Linked DNA regions of Pan troglodytes: region 2 is linked to region 1. A link is a contact called in public HiChIP or PLAC-seq data. All regions are on one chromosome and are shown on one strand. Each heading gives the region's core, a stretch centred on a gene start, on an enhancer-like site or on the middle of the called end of the contact. The rest is flanking DNA. Distances are from core to core; before and after follow the strand shown. Region 1 holds the start of SLC25A15 (solute carrier family 25 member 15). Region 2 holds the start of LOC129136722 (phosphatidylinositol 3,4,5-trisphosphate 3-phosphatase TPTE2-like).

Region 1 (3,003 bases), core at 142-2,641:
ACCAGGCACTCTGATCCCATCATAGCATCTACTACAGCCTGGGAGGTCTACTCAAGTGTGCATTCATGTTAAGCACTAACACCAATTAAATCACTTAAATAACGTAGGTAATTATCCAATAGCACATCCAGACGTGGTGGCTCACACGTGTAATCCCAGCACTTTGAGAGGCCGAGGCAGGCAGATCACCTGAGGTCAGGAGTTCGAGACCAGCCCGGCCAAGGTGGTGAAACCCTGTCTCTACTAAAAAATACAAAATTAGCTGGGTGTGGTGGCGCATGCCTGTAATCCCAGCTACTTGGGAAGCTAAGGCAGGAGAATCGCTTGAACCTGGGAGGGGGAGGTTGCAGTGAGCTGAGATTGCACCATTGCACTCCAGCTCGGGTGACAGAGTGAGACTCTGTCTCAAAAAAAAAAAAGAAAAAAAAAGAAAAAAATAATAATCCAACAGCACATCTAAACAAGACTTAAAGTTGTAAAATAAAATTACACTGTGTGGAGGGGGTGTGTGTGTGTGTGTGTGTGTGTGTGTGTGAGAGAGAGAGAGAGAGATGAGGTCTCTGTCATCCAGGCTGGAGTGCAACAGTGCCATCATAGCTCACTGCGGCCTCCAATTCCTGGCCTCAAGCGATCCTCCCGCCTTGGCCTCCCAAATAGCTGAGAATAGAGGCATGTGTCACCACACCTTTTTTTTTTTGTCGTCGTTTGTTTGTTTTTATGAAACAGAGTCTCGCTGTGTAGCCCAGGCTGGAGTGTAGTGATGCAATCTTGGCTCACTGCAACCTTCACCTCCCAGATTCAAGCGATTCTCCTGCCTCAGCCTCCCTAGTAGCTGGGGTTACAGACACGCACCACCACGCTGGAGAAATTTTTGTAATTTTAGTAGACGGGGTTTCACCATGTTGGCCAGGCTGGTCTTGAACTCCTGACCTCAGGTGATCCGCCTACCTCGGCCTCCCACAGTGCTGGGATTACAGGCGTGAGCCACCATGCCCGGCTAATTCCTGTATTTTCATACTTAGTTGCATTTCCTATTAGGGCCTTGGATCCCAAGTATAATTTTGTACTCAAATATAACTTATAAATAAGGCCTTAGCCTCCCAACAAGGTCAAAGTAGCTAAAAAGTAAGTCCTCCCAACCACTGACGTTACCAGCCCCCAGCCCCCAGTCCCAGCCCAGCGGGCTAACAAGGGTCCGGCCTCAGAGAGGGTCTCGGGGATCCCACAGGTGGGAAAGTCTCCGGAGGCGCAGGCCCCGCTCTCCACCTTCACCAGGGTCGGCGGCAGCACCACGCCGGGTCGCGGGCTGGCTGTGCGCGCCGCGGCCCCACGCCCACTTCCGCTTCCCGTGCTGGGGGCGGTGGCAGGGCCGGTGGGCGGTGGCGGCTCCCGGTCTCGCCCGGGCGCGGCCCTGCGCAGCCCGCCCCCCAGCCGCAGGGGCGCTCCTGAGCTTCGCGGGGCCGCAGTCCGGGATGCCTGCGCGAAGGGCGGGGCGGAGGGCCGGCCGTTGCCGACGTGGGTGTTAAGTGGCCGCCCCAGCCGGCGACCCGGAGCCGAGAGCGGGCGGCGGAGCCTGAGCTGGACGCGGCCACGCCGGCGCGGCGGTGAGCGCAGCCCGGTCTGGCGCCTGCAGCTGCGGGGAGCGCGCCAGGCGGAGGGAGCGGGGCGCGGGGCGCGGGGCGGGCCCCGGTGTCCGGGCGGGCCCCGGTGTCCGGGCGGCGTGACCTTCCCGAGCGGCGGGGGAAGCGGCCAGCGTCGCAGCGCACGTGCCGCGGGACTCGGAGAATCTCGGGGTCGTCGGCCTCCTTCCCGCAGTGCCCACCTGGTGGGAACTTTTGTCCTTGTTTGCCCCCAAGTCGTGTCATTTGGCTGCGGGGCTCCGCGCCTCAGGGGCGCCAGTGCTGGGCAGCATGGAGCCGCTTGTGAATGGAGACTTGCTGGCTGCCCAGGAGTGGGCGGCTGGGCAGGGGCGGCGAACGTTTAGGGTCCGGCAAAGAAAGTTGGAAGTCGTCTCCCTGACCTGTTCCTTGCGAGGCCCGGGAGGAGACGCGCCTGGCCGGTCCTTGGCGGCGAAACTGATTTGCATCTCCACGCTTTACCTAAAGCCCGGGCTCTGGGGACTGGATGGCGAGCTGGCCTGCGGCTCCTACCGCCCCAGCTTTAGCCAGAAGCTGGGATCTTCCCGCAGCAGTTCGTGTTCCCTGGTGGAAAATGCAGCCTCATCTACTGACTCTCCCTTCCAAAAAAAAGTTATTTTCCCCAAGGGTCGAGAAAAGTGGGTGGTCGGCACTGTTGTTCCTCAGTTGCACCCTGGTGTAATTTGAGAGAGGGGTCAAAGGCGCTGAAAAGATTCTTTTTTCTATTCCAAGTGCTACAGCAAGCTCATAAATCAATTTTAATTCATGCTGAACAGTCATGCCTCCTCCAAGCCCTGTGTCTTCTCCAAGCCAGAGCTACACATAATGTGAATTAGTTGCCCACTCCTTCTGAGTGAATCTGTTAGTACCCATCATCGTTTTCTATCCTAATAATTCTAGTGGCTATTTGTAGAATTTATTTGTTTATTTTTTTGAGACGGAGTTTCGCTCTTGTTGCCCAGGCTGGAGTGCAATGGGGCGATCTCGGCTCACCGCAACCTCCGTCTCCTGGGTTCAAGCTATTCTCCTCCCTCAGCCTCCCGAGTAGCTGGGATTACAGGCATGGCCCACCACGCCAGGCTAATTTTGTATTTTTAATAGAGACGGGGTTTCTCCATGTTAGTCAGGCTGGTCTCGAACTCCTGACCTCAGGTGATCCGCCCGCCTTGGCCTCCCAAAGTGCTGGGATTACAGGCTTGAGCCACTGTGCCTGGCCTATTTGTAGAATTTAATGTGTTTAAGTTTGGCTCACCTAACAGGGTTTAATTCTTATGGACAGATAGAATGTAATGTGATGTGACTTTCCTTCAAAATTAAGAAGGAAGTGTCTGTGCCAAAAGAAATAAGCGCATTGAGGTTTATCTAG
Region 2 (3,003 bases), core at 285-2,784, 130 kb after region 1:
GGACCCTAAAAGGCCTTACAGGACCTGGCTCCTAGTTTCCTGTCCAACCTTATCTCCTAATTAAATGGGCCCTCTAATAAAAAAGGGCCTTTTTGCTGCTTCATATACAGGCCCACTTCATTCCTACTTCAGGATCTCTGCACTGGCTCTTGGTCCTGGCCCACTTCATTCCTACTTCAGGATCTCTGCACTGGCTCTTGGTCCTGACTGGAATGCTCTCTCCCCAGAGGTTCCAAGCTAATTCTCTTGTTCCTTCAGGTCTCTGCTCAAATATCACCTTAACAGAGCCTCTAGTACCCTGTGGCACATTTCTTATAAAAGCCATAGCTAGAAAAGACGCTGTCTTGCCTCAAATTGTTAACCTTACTTATGTTAGATCATAACAACAAAACAGGGTTTCCTTTTTTTCTGTGCTTTAAAGCAAAAAGAAACATACAAAACAAAAAACAAAAAAAGATCTCCTGTTAAAATTCTGTGACCCACAGCATCATTTATCTTTAGCTTAGGCTCTTCTTTAACTCTTATTAACTCTTGCTCTTTTACATTCCTTTACAGCTTTATAGTTTGTCTTCACTGCACACCTACAAGCAATGATCTCTAGGTTAGCTAAGTATATAACTAAGACTAACCCATAGCAATGAGCGCCTTTGCATACAGCAACTCCTAAAAAATTTTTTGATAAATAAACAAATGAGTGAATAATGAACTATGACAAGACATCTGGAAAGTTTCCGGGACGTGAGGGAAAAGGTTTTTGTTCCAGTAGACTGACTTCATACCGACACTTTTACATAAGAATGGCAACAATGATTGTCAAAAGAAAAAATTAATTTTCATCGAGCCCAGAGTCCACTTTTCTCTTCTAGTCATTAAAAAAAAAAAAATCCTTTCAGCCCAACTGCAGATGCCAACCATGCTCCCAATAAATAGAGGAAGTTTTTCTCAGAAGCTTCAGGAATGCAAGAGTCTGGAAGTGGAAAGGGCAAGACAGGAGTCTGAGGTAACGCGGCTACCGTGAGAGAGAGAAAGGAGACGGAGAATCTCAATACTGGGGCTGAGACGCAGCATCACTAGAGCCTGAGTCCTAATCAGGCGGTGCTGGAAGGAGGCGGGTCAGCCGGGAGTGGAGGAAGCAGAAAAGGCTCTCCCACCTCTAACGCCGCCTGGGGGTCCTGGTCGATTAGAGCATCTGAGAAGCTCTGGAAAAACCTGTCAGGAAAACGACTTCAGCAGGGCCCACTAACCAAGGAAAGGGGTATAAAATAAATAGCAAAGGGAAGGAAAAACACGCACCTCTGGGATGCTGCAGGTCCTGCGGCAGCCGCCGCCATTCCTCGTAGTCAATGTTGCTGCCGCCGGAGCTGCTACTATCGCGCTCAGCAGCTCCGCCACCGCCCAAGGGGGAAAACTTCTGCAGAAACATCAACCGAGCTTCCGTCTTAAGCAGCCAACGAGCAGCCACGCAGCGTGCTGCTAGCGGGACGGGAGGCGATACGCGGGCGCGTGGCCGGCTGGGACAGTGGAGGACCGAGTCCTCCCAGCCCGCAACCCGGCCCGGGACCTGCGCTCCCAGTCCCCGCCCATCGTAGCCATGTTTACGGAGGCCTGGGCCTACAGGTTCTCCCTCTTTTCCACCGCGCCCACGTCCGCGGGCACTCCGACCGAGCCTCCAGGAGTAGTAGCTCAGAAGCACTTTTGTAACATACTGTTATCCCTCAAGAACGTGTACGCGCAGGGGCATTTGCTTGTCCGTTAATAACACAAGCTACAGGCCAAGCGTGGTGGCTCACACCTGTAATCCCAGCACTTTGGGAGGCCGAGACGGGTGGATCACGAGGTCAGGAATTCAAGACCAGCCTGGCCAAGATGCTGAAACCCCGTCTACTAAAAATATAAAAACTAGCCGGGCGTGGTGGCACGCGCCTGTAATCCCAGCTACTCGGGAGGATGAGGCAGGAGAATCCCTTGAACCCGGGCGGCAGAGGTTGCAGTAAGCCGAGATCGCACCACTGTACTCCAGCCTGGGCGACAGAGCAAGACTCCGTCTCAAAAAAAAAAAAAAAAAAATACATATATATATATATATATATATATATATATATATATATATATATATATAACACAAGCTACTTCGAGCTCCGTTTTCCCTGGGTTTTATCATGGCTTTCGTCTCCGTGATGTCACTGGCGGCTGCGTGGTCTTTTCAGTGAACAGAGGGGCCTGGATGGCGCCTGGATTCCCGCGATCATTGCGCTGGGAATGGAAAAGGGCTGGGACTCGCTAGAAGTCGTTCTGACCTAGCAGCAGCCAAAAGCCTTCTGGTGCCCGGGGAGACGCGCCCGGCGCCCGCGTACTATTCATTCCCTTCCTCATAACTTCACAGCCCAGGCTTTCTTCTTAGTGGGCTTCCCAGATCAAGAAGGAAAACCTTTTCTATACGAAAGCACTGAGGGGCGGAAGGTGGCCTGAAGTGATCTCGGCCGCTTTGTTTCCCAACCCAGTCGGTCAGGTCCTCCCTCAGCGCCCTTTGACCCATGCACATCCCATGGGGAAAGCTGCCAGCGCGTTCCAGGGGTAGGGTCAGATTGGGGAGCTGGAGGGAGTGGTCTTTATCTGACTTTATACCACTACCAAACTGTGTTAATTAACGTAGCTTTATAATAAGTCTTGAAGTCCTTTATTCTCCCAAGATTGCTTTGGCTTATTCTAAGGCCATTGTATTTCTAGGTGATTTTGGAATTAGCTTGTCAGTTTAAAAAAAAACAAAACTGCTGGGACTTGTACTGGGCTTGCATTGGATCTATAGATCTGTTTGGGGATAACTAGTATATTAACAATATTAAGTCCTTCAATCCATTTAAGTGGCCGTTTATTTAAGTGGCCTCTAATTTCTCCTGGCAATGTTTTGTAGATTGTACACATATTTATACCTTAATGCAGCTGTGCTTGGATAGACTGCAGTATAGAGATCAAACATATCTTTCATTAGATTTCTTTTTGAAT

Evidence for each region. HiChIP or PLAC-seq counts read pairs in DNA pulled down with a chosen protein or histone mark.
Region 2: an H3K4me3 HiChIP or PLAC-seq map of stem cell-derived excitatory neurons shows a contact between it and region 1, with 4 times the contacts expected there. The contact joins the promoter of LOC129136722 here to the promoter of SLC25A15 in region 1. A contact is called at or near these places in 1 of 7 Hi-C or Micro-C datasets (stem cell-derived neural progenitor cells) and 1 of 1 datasets of contacts at active chromatin or transcription factors (stem cell-derived excitatory neurons).

The regions. Positions count from the first base shown.
Region 1 is chr14:39,885,733-39,888,735 of NHGRI_mPanTro3-v2.0_pri, forward strand. SLC25A15 (solute carrier family 25 member 15) reads left to right here and starts at 1,392. Exons shown (of 7, transcript XM_054664899.2): 1 at 1,392-1,604.
Region 2 is chr14:40,016,147-40,019,149 of NHGRI_mPanTro3-v2.0_pri, forward strand. LOC129136722 (phosphatidylinositol 3,4,5-trisphosphate 3-phosphatase TPTE2-like) reads right to left here and starts at 1,535. Exons shown (of 7, transcript XR_010150653.1): 1 at 1,294-1,535.